Regions from separate parts of the Mus musculus genome. Here all the other regions are linked to region 1. The links are chromatin contacts, called in public HiChIP or PLAC-seq and promoter capture Hi-C maps. All regions are on one chromosome and are shown on one strand. Each heading gives the region's core, a stretch centred on a gene start, on an enhancer-like site or on the middle of the called end of the contact. The rest is flanking DNA. Distances are from core to core; before and after follow the strand shown. Region 1 holds the start of Acap3 (ArfGAP with coiled-coil, ankyrin repeat and PH domains 3). Region 2 holds the start of Tmem240 (transmembrane protein 240). Region 3 overlaps Gm52714 (a long non-coding RNA gene).

Region 1 (4,280 bases), core at 800-3,299:
CTGCTTAGGCCCAAAACCCTGTACAAGGCAGGGTAGAGCCAGGGCTTTGCAGAAAGGGGTAAGGGCAAAAATGAGAGCGCTTCAACTGGGGCCCAGTTCCATGCACTGAGACCTTGGCTAAGACTCCTACCAAATGGATGCAGAACTGTGGGGTATCAGAGGCTCTCAGACCACTCCTCTCAATAGAAAACAGGAAAGCATAGTTGACTGCCTTAAGCCCCCTGCCTATAGTCAGTGGACACTCTTGGCAAACTCTAACGCTCCAAGGTGTTTCTGGCTGACTCTCTTGCAAGGTGGTTTTGCAAAGAGCTGGACTGCTGAGGTAGGCCCTCAGAAACCCAGCACTCATGTACATATGTGGTCAAGCTCACACGAGCAAAGGCATGATACATGCTTATACATAAACATGCATACATGTATTAGCACAGGGCATGCAGACATGTGTTCCAGGGATACAGTGCACACTAAAACACACACCTGCATACGTTAACATGTGTCTAGTAGCATGGCAAACACGGTTCACGAATCCACAGAGATGTAGCACATGTACACACGTGTCCATCCACACTAGGCTATGTGCATGCATCAAGCACACCAACTCCGTATCACAGCTCACCCACACATTCATGTGCACCAAGGAGAGCAGAGTGGCAGAACATGCTCCCCCCCCCCCCGTGTGTGTGTGTGTGTGTGTGTGTGTGTGTGTGTGTGCACATACAGAGGTGGGACACCTCACGAAGGTCCGAAATTTCAAATGACACACAGGAGGTACTCCATTACTGTCTGCCAAATGCCACTCAATGAAACAGATGTATATCTGTGTGGCCATGTGGTTCACACAGATGTGCACGACTGTATTCCAGGAACAATAAAAGAAACAAACCCATAGGTGAATAAGGCCCATACCCTTCCACCTAAACACGACTTCCTCATCCTTACAGCCTCTACCCCTTCAGGCTCCTGGGTCACTCATACATCCGTTAACTCTCACCAAGGTGTCTATCTCAGGCCCTGATGGCTCCGGCTGGTTGCACCCATACACTGCTCTGGACATACGGATCAAGATAGAGACCAAGCAGGGTGCCAGACAATCCTAGCCAGAATTGGACTACAGGGCCAAGGAGGAGCCCAGTACTTGTGGCACACCAGAGCATACACACAAAGAAGGGTGGACAGTTCTAGAGATGGCACTGGACGCAAATGCCCAGTGACACACAGCTGCCCAAGGCGGTCTGCACACTCACCCCCGCGCGCGAGGTGATCAGCACAGGGGCGTCTTTTGTTCCGGTCCCCCGAGGCCGGAGGCGGAGCTGCGCAGCTAGGGGACCGCGACTCCGGCTCCCGCCGGTTTGTCCGTGCCAGGTCTTCTGCTCCGTCCAGGTGGACTCGGAGCGGTCACCACGCTGGACACCCCTTGCCCGCCTCCGGCACAAAGGCGGCTCCCCATCCCCGCCCGCGCCCTACCCCGGGCCCGCAGCACACCTGAAGCGCGGCGAGTCCTTGATGCATTCCTCGAACTCTACCGTCATGGCTGCGGCGAGCGGTGCTCACTGTGCGGAGGACCAAGGCGCGTCGAGCGGCATCCCCGGCCCGTGGACCGTCTGTGGCGCCCGCGCCGAGCTGCGCTCCGCGCCCGCCCGCCCGCCTGCCCGCCTCGGTCTGAGCCCGGCGCGCCGCGGCCCCGCCCCGCCTGTCACCGCTGGGGAGCGTCGCCAAAGTCAGCCTCTGCCTGCGCCACCCGCTGTCACCTCCGGGGAGCGTCGCTAAAAGCGCCGCTGCATCCCCTCGCCTGTCGCTGCGCTCTGTCCTCGGTCACCACGGTCTGGGAGCTGGGCCGGCCTCGGCGGTTGGGCTTCGGAGTGGTTTGGCTCGGTCGCGGGACAGGGAAGGGCACGGCTCGCCCACTTCAGGCATCACGGCGGTGGTGAACTCGGCTGGAATGCTGCCGACGGACACACTCCGCGACGGCGGCGGGGAGATCGGGAGTGAACGAATTAAGGTCGCTTGTGCGGAAGCGACCCATCATCGCGCCCCTGTGAGGCCGAGGACAGGAAACATAGCCGGCTCTAGAGGACCGCACTTTGCACCCGATCCCTAAGCTTGGCTCCGCCCCCGCCTCTCCATTCAGGCGGGGCGGACCGAGTCAGTGCGCAGGCGCCGTCCCTGCTGGGCTGGGTCGACCGCGGGCCACGTGCAAGCGCCCCGCCCGCTCAAATATGGGCTCCTGCGGGGCGGTGGGCTCGGTGCGTGCGCGCTACCTTGTGTTCTTGCAGTACTTGGGCACTGACTTCAAGTACGTTTTCCCGCTGTTACCCCCGCGTTCTCCACTCGGCCTCGCGGGAAGTCCGCGAGGTGACCAGGACGGGCGCGATCGGTCTCGGGATGCGGGATTTTAGGAGCCGAGGAACACAGTGGCCTGCACCGAACCCACGCGCCTGGGCGCCGAGACCCCTGGCGGGACAGCGTCCACAGACACCGCAGATAATTCCTTCCTGTTTCTCTCCGCAGTGGGGTTGCGGCCGTGAGGGGCAATCCGCGCGCTGTTGGGGTGCTGAACTTCCTGGAGGTGAGGACCGGTTTGGGGAGGAAGAAGCAGTCGGCAGCTCCAACCCCTACCCACTCTCCTCCTCCTATTCCACGGACTCCGGCCATCGATGTGGCAGCCGCCTGTACGGTTCCCGCAGGAGGCTGCCAAGCGGCTGAACTCTGTCGACCCGGTCAGGTTCACCATCTCTAGCCGCACCGATGCCGGGGTGCATGCCCTGAGCAACGCGGCGCACCTGGACATCCAGCGCCGCCCAGGGCAGTCGCCTTTCTCCCCGGAGGTCGTGGCCAAGGCCCTCAACACCCACCTGAAGCACCCGGCCATTCGGTGAGCCCGGGGTTTTGGTATGGTTCTGGGCTTTTTTTTTTGTCTTTTACCATTGCACCCCACTGTGGTGGGAGGCAGAGATTTCCATAGTGCTGTGTGGACAGTTGGGCATACTCATTCCTGGGATGAGCCAGATCTGCTTGCCACAGTGTACTGAAGGCCTTCCGAGTGCCCAACGACTTCCACGCTCGACACGCAGCCACCTCCAGGACCTACCAATATCGTCTGGCCACAGGCTGCTCCTGGCCTAATCAACTGCCTGTGTTTGAACAAAATGTATGCTGGGCTCTGCAGACAGAGTGAGTGAGCTAAGAATGGGAAGAAAATGGCTCACCATCCATCTGCCTGGGCTCTCCTCAATAATGCTCATTTGGCTCTGCAGGTACCTGGATATGGCGGCCATGCAGGAGGCTGCCCAGCACCTCCTCGGGACACATGATTTTAGTGCCTTCCAGTCTGCTGGCAGCCCAGTCACAAATACTGTACGCACACTTCGAAGAGTCTCAGTGTCACCTGGTCCAGCCAGCCCATTTGTCCTCCCCGAGGGGAGCAGGTGAGACGACTAGCCTTTCACTATGCCAGGACTAGAGGCCACCAGGGTCATTACTCATAATACCTCAATAAAAGTGAGATGATGCTAAATGGGTATATTGCACATCCATTGGGCCTAGAGGGTGTAAGAAGGTGAGCCAGAAACTTGTGTCTTCTTCCTGTTGGGTGGGGTCTCTGCCAGCCTGGGGAGCACAGGGTGGAAAATGTTGCCTTTCTGAGGGCCCTGCCAGACCCATAGCTCTTTATAGCAGGTAAGTTCTGGCAGTCTCTGAAAAGATTTCACTAGAGCGAATAGTTCCATTCCACTTTGACAGACTACGTTAAGTTCTCTGCTTCAAACACCAGGAATCAGCCGCTCACCTTGAGAACATAACATCTGGAACCAGCTCCAAGGGTTTGGTAAAGGGGCTTTGGTGTGACCAGGCACAAGAGCACATGGCCTAGGTTCCATCTTGATAGGTGGGCTGGCTATGTCCTGCTTCAGCACAAATACTTTAGCCCCAAAACATGAAGGCCCAAAGCAATCGCTATTTCCCGTGCACAAACTAACCAATGCTCTGTTATATAATTGTTTCCTTTCATGGTATATGTAGAGTCGAGTAAGTCATGCAAAACTCGCTCACCCTCTGGAACTGGTGGTCAACTAGGCAAGAACCCACCCTGGATGGAAGCCTTTAAACCAGTATATAAATCGTTGTCTTGTCTGAAGCCACATGGTGAGCTAGGTTGGCTGAGCCTGCCCTTAGCTTGGACCTCAAAGCTGTCTGTGTTCCTAGGAGGCTGCAGTTCTGGACCTTGGAGTTTGAGAGCCAGTCTTTCCTTTATAGACAGGTAGGCTGTCTTAACCCTCACAGGA
Region 2 (4,079 bases), core at 1,551-4,050, 160 kb after region 1:
TTGAGATCCAATGTGTATACACGTTGTCCGCATGCACAGGACATAGCATGTATACTGTGGACATGGGCCCCACAAGCCCCACACCCATGCACTGTGCACACTTTGGGTATGAGTATGGTGCGTTACACATAGATGCACATTCACTCAGCTTTGAACCAGGCACCTTTCTGTGGGGATGCTGTCATGTGCACAGATCTGTGTGTACACACAAATGCTGCCTGCTGTTGTGCTCTGTCCAAAACATTAGTTTACATACATGTCTTCTGTCTAAAATTCTGCAAATAGCCATGTACAAGGCAGACACGTGTGTACAGTTATTCTACAAAGTGTGTACACATAGGCAAACTGTCAACACCACATGTGCACATGGTATGTGTACAGATACCCCATTTGCAAACTAATCTGCAGTCACTGCACCCACACTGAGATGTTCCGACATTCTCCCTGAGCACACTGAAATGTATATTGTTTTATATACGTGTACTTTGCATACACGTATATGTAATCAATATACAAAAGTGCTTTGTACAACGAATTTACATACCATGTATGTAGAGTTGTGTACAAAGCACATACATGTAGAGAGACACACGCAGAAACACTGTCTACATGATGTGGCTCTCCACATTTTTGCACACACAAGCCTTACTTCAGGTTCCACTCTACAGGTGTCTGTTTACATGGGTCCACAGGTACTTGGGATGCTACATGAGATAGACATGTATAAACTGTGTAAATATACTCTAAGAACACACCCTCTGTGCTCTGGTGAACATTCAGTGTGCTGTCATGAACAGCACTTCATCAACCACCACCTTACAATAGTCCCGTATGTAGCACCTATTCCCAGTGTTCACGGCCCCAGTGGCTGGGCCCAGTATGCACATACTATCTTGGAAAGGCTTCAGAACTCACCTACAGACATGGCCTGGGAACAGGAGCGCTAACCTCATGTCTTTTCTGAGCCCTCTGATGTATCAGATAGACAGATGGTGTGCACCAAGCTGGAGCACAGGGCTCTCTAGGAATGTGTGACCACGCAGCAAATTTTCCTACCATGTCCAATGCATGTGAGGGTCCTGTATATCCACCTTCTACTTACTGTAACGTCCATGATCTGCAACACACTTGCCTGTACCCACAGCCATGTATGCACTTAGGATATATGCAACTGTCAAGACATACCCTATACCCCCGTGTGAAGGAACACCTCTGGAGCCGAAACATAGGGTGGGATAAGAAACTGAGGTTCTGGGATTCTAGCCCTATTCTTTCCTAGTTGTGTAACCTTGGGGAAGTCTACTCTGTAAAGCCTCCATCCACTTCCTCCCAGTCTGAACAGTAGGGACAACGGTTATCGCATGAGGGCATCTCTGGAATGAGTGCATGCGGATGTTCGAGTGCGCTGTGTACGCACATGTATATGCACAGACAGTACACACATGCGCGGCTCATGAGAAGATGTTTATTTCATACATGGACATACAAACATGCAAGGCCAGAAGACTTCATCACTACACATGCACAGAAGGGGAGGTCCCTGAAGGGTGTGGTGGGTCTCATTGTGACCTTGAGCAAACCCCAGCGTAGCTACTTCAGCTCCTCCCCTGCACAATAGTCATCAGTTGTGGCAGGTGTTCCTCAAGGTAGGCCCTTCCTATCTTGACCTCCTGCTCTTGCCTGCCATGGCCACAGTAGGCCCAGGAGGAAGACTTGGGTCGGAGGCAAGACTACTGCCCCAGGCTTAACCAGCTTCCTGGCTTCCACTGTGGACACTACTCAAGGATGCTGCTCTCAGGCCTCCGGGCCCTGGACCAGGAGGCTCCTTGGCCCATAATGCCACCACCAGGCAGCCTTTTCTCTAAAGGAACTGGAGGAAGGAGTTCCTAACAGACTCAGTCATGCTTCCTTTCCCAGGGAGCGGCTGGCTGACCTAGGGTTCCCGTTAGCCACCCCTCCCCCAGCACCTGGCGGGCAGAAGCGGCCCCCATCATCCAGCCAGGCTCTGCGGCCCAGCCTGCTCCGGGCTCACCGGCCAAGTGGGGCCCGCTGCACAAGTGTGATCACGCGTGTAGTGCCTAGAGCCGGGGCGCACTCACCGGCCACAGTTGCAGTGGCAGACGCGGTCCTCGCCCCGCAGGTGCGGGAGGATGTAGTTATGGAATCGGTCCAGCAGCGCGTTCATGTCCATCAAGCACGCGATGGCCTGGAAGAGCCCATGACCGGTCAGGGCGAGGAGTGGGCCGGGCCGAAAGGGGTGCCAAGGGGGAGTACTAGACTGCAGGGGTGGGTGGGTGGGTGGGGAAACGCAGGGCAACCAGGGCGAGGGCAGCGCAAGATCGCAGCGAGGGCAGCGCAGGCCGCACGGGCCGGTAAACAAGGAAGCGAGGTGGGGTAGGCGCGCGCGCGGGCGGGCGGCAGAAGCAGGGGGCGCGCGCGGGAAGCCCCTCCGCTCACCATCACGATCGACGCCCCCAGAATCATGAAGATCATGGTGTTCGCACTCATGGACATCGGGCGGGGCCGGGCCGGGCCGGAGCGCCGCCCCCCGGCCCCGGTGCCCCTCCCGGCCCCGGCCCGATGCTTAGCCCGCGCCGCCTCCGCAGAGGTCAGCGCTCGCGCGCCGGGCCGCCGCGGACCCCGGGGGCAGGCGCGGGCACAGGCAGCCGAGATGTGGGGGCTGACGTGGGGTCGCTCGCCTGTCGCCCGTTGCTGGCAGCCCTCCGCTCCGCCCTCCGGTGCTCCCTGCGCCCGGCTCCCTGCGGTCTGCGCGGCGGCCCCCTCCCTCCTCCCTCTTCCCTCCTCCAGGCTTCTCCCTCCCTCCTTTTCTTCTTCACTATCTCCTCCCTCCTCCTCCTGCCTCCGCCTCCGGGGAGGGACTTCGCCGCCCCGCGCCAGCATCCAGGGGCGAGGTTCTCCACTCCTGTCCCTGTGACGCAGCCCGAGACCCCTCCCCTCCGGCCTCGGCTCCACATTGTGCCCCATGTCATCAGCCTTGGCTCCGGTCTCCCTGCCCAGTGCCGCGCTGGACTGGGCCTTGGCCTGGACCAGGTGGTCGTTTCTGCTCTACTTCCCCAAGTAAGGCCCCTCCTTCTGGTTCTCCGGGTTCCAGAGAGGGACAGGAAGTGTCAGCACCCGCCTCCTCCAGCAAGAAAGTGCCATCAGAGGAGGGGCCTGGAAAGTCAGAGGAACCAGGGACTAATGACTACATGAGCAGAGGTAGGAGGGCAGGAGGGTAGGCGATACGGATGCGATGCGGAATGGGCCAAGTATGCCATAAAGATCGTGGCAGTTGTGGGAAAGACTAGGCGATTTCTGAGGAGGAAGGGGTGCTGGAACAGCTGCCAGCGTCTATGATCCTCTTGTGGCTGCCGGTCATGCTGGGATTGAGTCCCAAGCCCTGTGCTGGCCACAGAGCTGACAACAGAAGAACCAACCCTGCCCTGTGTTGGAAAGCAGGAAGAGGACAGCTGACCTCCAGCCCCCCAAGTCCAGACCCCACTGTATCTGAAGGTTCCAACAGGAGTTCAGTTATATCAGCTCACACAGGCCCTGAGCTGTTAAGGCACCAGGGTCCGGCCCTACTTCTCAGAAGGGTGCTCTCAGGTTTATCACAGGGTTGGACTCAATGGCCGAGTAGTCTCTTCCTCAGCAGGGAGTCAGGCCAGGAATTCAGGACAAACCAAAGACTTCTAGCAGCACCTATTTTGTGGCAATTCCAAGGTTTTTTTTCCCCTTAATAAGACAGCCTGTTGCTTTATTTAGGTTTCTGTACAATTCAGCAGTGGAGAGAAAAGGGCCAACAACAGACACTTGCTGTAGGCTGTAGAGTAAACCATCTTTATTTCTTTTGGTTAAAAACAATGGATTTGAATCTGGCATTTCTGCGTACGTCTCATTCCATATGTACAGTACATTGATGATGTACACCTAGCAGTAAAAACAAATATCTGAAAGGAAAACACACTGAAAAAGTGGCTTCAACAAAGGTGGCTGTGCAGGGCAGGCCATGCACCGAGCACAGGAGGCTCAGTAGAAGCAGACAGTATGCAGAAAGGCCCGGCCACTCTTCTCCTCGA
Region 3 (4,111 bases), core at 671-3,170, 180 kb before region 1:
GCACCAAGATGAGGTGCTTTATCCAAAGGCACAAGAAGAGAGAAGGAGGCACTGGACACCCGAGTTACACGGGGTTAGTAGTGAGGACAGAGGAGAAGAGATTAGAGGCTATAGGTCAGAAGAGCACTTAGGAGCCAAGTGGCTGCTGTGGTGCCACTTCTTCTATCAGCACCCAGAACTGCAATGGCTTGGACAAAAGTGTAATGCTCACTTTAAATGCTCAGTGTAAATGCTTAGGAGTCCCAAAGTAGGGCATGGCAAGGTGTCTATTGGCTTTCGACTAGTTACTGCCTTGAGCACCCCGAGTGTTTGTAACGGGGACTTCCCTGTTCCTATTCAGGGTGGTCAGATATTTGACCTGGGGTGCTAGGAGTCAGTATGGCCACCGGGAACAAAGAAAAGCAGGGGCCAGGAGGCCTGGGGGCCAGCCACCAAGGGCTACCATGCTCCCTTAGAATACTCTTTGCCCAACTCAGGCAAGGCTTCCTGCAGGCTCAGGGCCCAGCCCAGAGAAGTGGAGTTGAGAGAAGTGAAGGCCAGCATACTGGCCTTACTCCATAGGTCTGGAGGGCTTCCTTGAAGCCCATGCTGCCCCATAGGACTTCCTGCCCCAAGAGAGAGACCCAACCCTATTATCAATTGCTTGGCTCTAGCTTGGACTCAAGAGTCCATACCTTTCTCCTGAATCGAAGATTTTCAAATTAGATGCTAATGCAGACGCCAGGTGCTGCCTTTGCATGCAAATCTGTTACCTGTACCAATGTCGTCTTCTTCCAGAGCTCGGGCTTGAGGCAGAGCCGTAAGCGAGGAAAAAGCTAGGCTCCAACAGCTATGTGTAAATTCTCTGCAACTCCGCAGTGTGGCTGCGCTACTTTCGTGGAGATACCAGGAAATACCGTGTCTAGCACTATCCATGGGTACACAGAGCCAGACTTTCTTATACTGATTGACACAGGACAGATTTGCGCACAGGGACACCCAGAAGTAATAATGGGTCTCTTCTTCTGCCATCTTTGATCAAAGCCTGAACAGCATTTATATACTCTCAGGGGAAGGCTCAGCATCAAAACTCTTTATTTACAGTTACTTGGTTTTGGTATTTTTTAGATAAAAGTGTTTCAATATTTTGCACAAGCTGGTATCCAGCTCTTTGGCTCAAGGGACCCCTTTGCCTCAGCTTCTTGGACATAAGTTGGGTTAAAGTGTGCACCACCACATCCAACTCAAAGCCACCTTTTGTTGTTGTGTTTTATTTTTGAGACAGGATCTCACACTTTAGGCCAAGCTAACCTCAAACTTCCTCTCCTTTCCTTGGTTCTGAGATTACAGACTTGAGCCACCAATAGTTCACTGTGCAGGTAGAGGCAAGAGGATCGGGAGTTCAAAATCATCAGTAGCTACATTGAGAATTCAAGGTTGGCCTGAGCTACAATGAGACCTTGTCTCAAAGTAAATAAATAAAGCAAAATCAGAGAGAAAGAAAGAAAGAAAGAAAGGAAGGAAGGAAGGAAGGAAGGAAGGAAGGAAGGAAGGAAGGAAGGAAGATAGCAAAAAACAACACAAAATATTCAAGATCAATCACTTAGAGGTGGGATCTGGTATGTGTCCCAGGTGAACATAAAGCTGACATGGGTTCACCAAAAAAGCAAACCCAGCTTTTTGATGGGAGCCCTGAGTTGTACTTTTATGAGCACACATTTCTAGGCTTCAAGTCCTTGGTTACCTATCCAGCAAACACCAAAGACACCCTCTCTGCAGCTCCTACCTGGACTCCTGGCTACTTGAATTTAGGATGGAACATAGCAGGATGCTGGGAAACCCTGGAGGTTAAAGGCAAGGAGGTGGGGTCAGATAGAGGACAAGCTGTGGGCAGGGCTCAGCCAGCTCAACTCAAACAGGAAGTGGCTCTGCCTATCCACTTCCCCTTCCTTCTCAGGGTCTGAGGAATGCTGAGGTATAGAGCTGTGAGGTAGGTAAAGCTCTGACCTTACTCCCTTCTTCACAGAATCTACCCAAAGCCCTGCTGTGGAAGTCCAACAGCGCTCAAGGTTGCTCCTTCAGGACCATAGTGTCAATCCTGCTGACCACTCATCCTGGGCATCTTCTCTCACTCAAGAGAATGGCAAATTGGCCTGCAACTTCTCAGAGACCCCTTCACAGGACAGCCACTCCCACACCCCTATCGGACTTCCCATGCTCAGTTCTGTGCCTCCAGAAACCTAGGTGACAGGAGGTTGGGAGGGGCGAGGCTCGGCTGGAGCCTGCTGAGACTGATTTGCCTCAGATTTCCATAGCTATCTTGGTTCCACCAGCTGGGATTTTTCTACCCAGCTCCTCTTCAGTTCCAAGCCCCAGAGAGCCAGCCTCCCTGGAGGTTTGCAAGGTTTCAGGCACCGTGGGCCAATTGAGCTCCAGGGTTGCTTGCTTGAAGTGATTATTAAGAGCCTATAATGCTAAGATCCCTGGAATTTTATTTGACAGGTCATTGAGTTTAGTATGAAATTTGGTATGAAATTTGGGCTTGGCCCAGAGGCATCTTGGGTCCCGAACTTCATGCTCATGTCCAGGAACCTGGCTGGCTGAATGTGATGGTCATCAATATCAGGGACTGATGTACATACAAAAACACCATCTGGAAGCAGGTCCCCGTGCAGGAGAACATAAAATCTCAACAGCAAATCCCATATATATATAATGTATTTATTTGTATTTTATGTATATTTATCTGCTTGTTGGTATGTGTATCATGTGTATGTAGGTGCCCAAGGAGGCCAGAAAAAGGACCTCTTCCTTCAGCTCTTCCATAGTTTCTTCTGTCCTCTCTGCAGAGCCATCACCTGCTTCCCAGACAAATGCTGGAATTCTTTTTTTTTTTTTTTTTTTTTTTTTTTGGTTTTTCGAGACAGGATTTCTCTGTATATCCCTGTCTGTCCTGGAACTCACTCTGTAGACCAGACTGGCCTTGAACTCAGAAGTCCATCTGTCTCTGCCTCCCGAGTGCTGGGATTAAAGGCGTGCGCCACCACCGCCCGGCTGCTGGAATTCTTTACAGCACAGTAAATCATGAATTAGCCTCAGTTCCTACCATCAATAGGAAATATCAAATGTACCACATACCAATCACCAAGACTCCACAAGCCTCCTTTGCTTCACGGGAAGTCTGCAAGAAGTCTAAGTTGAGATCTCTTAGCTGCCAGACCAGAGGGTACCCAGAACTCCATCCTCAAATTTCCTTTTTTCTATGGTACTGGCATCCTGATGCAAATGATCTCCATGGGGGAGGCTTAGTACACCTGCGATCCCTTGGCTGAGTAGAACAAAACTGCAAAGCATGTGGACATAAGAAGCTGATGCGTTGGGCTAAGAAGTTCAGATAGCTGACCACAGGTTGGGCCTCTGGAAACCTGGGTGGAGTTATGGAGAACTAAGGTAGAACTCAGAGAGCAACTGAGAAAAAATAAGTATACAGTCTCAGGTTAGACAAATGTAGAAGAAAGCCGTGTTTAGGTGAATGTAAGTTTTTATAATATAGGTTCTGTGTTTTCTGCTCAAATTTTCTAAAAGATGCTACGGTGCCAGGCAGTGGTGGCGCACGCCTTTAGTCCCAGCACTTGATAGGCAGAGGCAGGTGGATTTCTGAGTTCAAGGCCAGTCTGGTCTACAGAGTGAGTTCCAGGACAGCCAGGGCTACACAGAGAAACCCTGTCTCGAAAAAAAGAAAAAGGAAGAAAGAAAGAAAGAAAGAAAGAAAGAAAGAAAGAAGGAAAGAAAGAAGGAAGAAAGAGAGAAACCCAAAACAAAACAAAACAAAACAAAAGTTGCTATGGTAAGTACCACAACCCTCAAGGTGGCCTGGGGAAGACACAGGAGAGTGGAGGGTTCAGGCAGAGAAGGTGGACATGTCAAGGCTGAGGTTGTCTACAGAGTCTAGTCCAATATTAACAGTCTGCTCTGTCCTTCTGACCCCAACTACATACTTGGACTGTTTTTGAAGCTTAGATCACAGACGTGGAGGACGGGGGCTCAGGATTTACTCAGGAGTGTAGCTGGGGATCCTTGCTTTTGGCCTTTCAATGTCAGGCCTAAGGTCACATGTTGCACATGCTCTGAG

Evidence for each region. HiChIP or PLAC-seq counts read pairs in DNA pulled down with a chosen protein or histone mark. Capture Hi-C pulls out chosen DNA fragments and counts their contacts.
Region 2: a promoter capture Hi-C map of adipose tissue shows a contact between it and region 1. The contact joins the promoter of Tmem240 here to the promoter of Acap3 in region 1. A contact is called at or near these places in 1 of 39 promoter capture datasets (liver), 4 of 115 datasets of contacts at active chromatin or transcription factors (the SCID.adh cell line, effector CD8 T cells and embryonic stem cells) and 3 of 9 other capture datasets (adipose tissue, liver and pancreatic islet).
Region 3: a contact with region 1 is called in an H3K4me3 HiChIP or PLAC-seq map of embryonic stem cells, with 21 read pairs. The contact joins the enhancer-like site here to the promoter of Acap3 in region 1. A contact is called at or near these places in 2 of 39 promoter capture datasets (the HPC-7 cell line and cranial neural crest), 1 of 484 Hi-C or Micro-C datasets (embryonic stem cells), 8 of 115 datasets of contacts at active chromatin or transcription factors (the SCID.adh cell line, effector CD8 T cells, embryonic stem cells and 1 more) and 3 of 9 other capture datasets (adipose tissue, liver and pancreatic islet).

The regions. Positions count from the first base shown.
Region 1 is chr4:155,889,644-155,893,923 of GRCm38.p6, reverse strand. It overlaps Acap3 (ArfGAP with coiled-coil, ankyrin repeat and PH domains 3), which reads right to left and starts at 2,049. Exons shown (of 24, transcript NM_207223.1): 1 at 1,483-2,049. The coding sequence starts at 1,529. It overlaps Pusl1 (pseudouridylate synthase-like 1), which reads left to right and starts at 2,162. Exons shown (of 8, transcript NM_001033490.1): 1 at 2,162-2,293; 2 at 2,509-2,566; 3 at 2,685-2,872; 4 at 3,022-3,171; 5 at 3,255-3,425; 6 at 4,201-4,255. The coding sequence starts at 2,217.
Region 2 is chr4:155,733,525-155,737,603 of GRCm38.p6, reverse strand. It overlaps Tmem240 (transmembrane protein 240), which reads right to left and starts at 2,800. Exons shown (of 4, transcript NM_001101506.1): 1 at 2,458-2,800; 2 at 2,100-2,206. The coding sequence starts at 2,514. It overlaps Ssu72 (Ssu72 RNA polymerase II CTD phosphatase homolog (yeast)), which reads right to left. Exons shown (of 5, transcript NM_026899.3): 5 at 3,725-4,079. The coding sequence ends at 4,030. 1500002C15Rik (a long non-coding RNA gene) reads left to right here and starts at 3,162. Exons shown (of 2, transcript XR_001784583.2): 1 at 3,162-3,219.
Region 3 is chr4:156,065,555-156,069,665 of GRCm38.p6, reverse strand. All of the region lies in intron 1 of Gm52714 (a long non-coding RNA gene), which reads right to left. Among named protein-coding and RNA genes, the nearest start is that of Gm52714, 3.3 kb to the right of the region's middle. Within about 2 kb of position 1,920, at least 85 of the 459 cell types and tissues checked have an H3K27ac peak or open chromatin away from gene starts, as enhancers often do. A contact at or near this core is called in the HPC-7 cell line, the SCID.adh cell line, adipose tissue and 3 more, where this site is marked.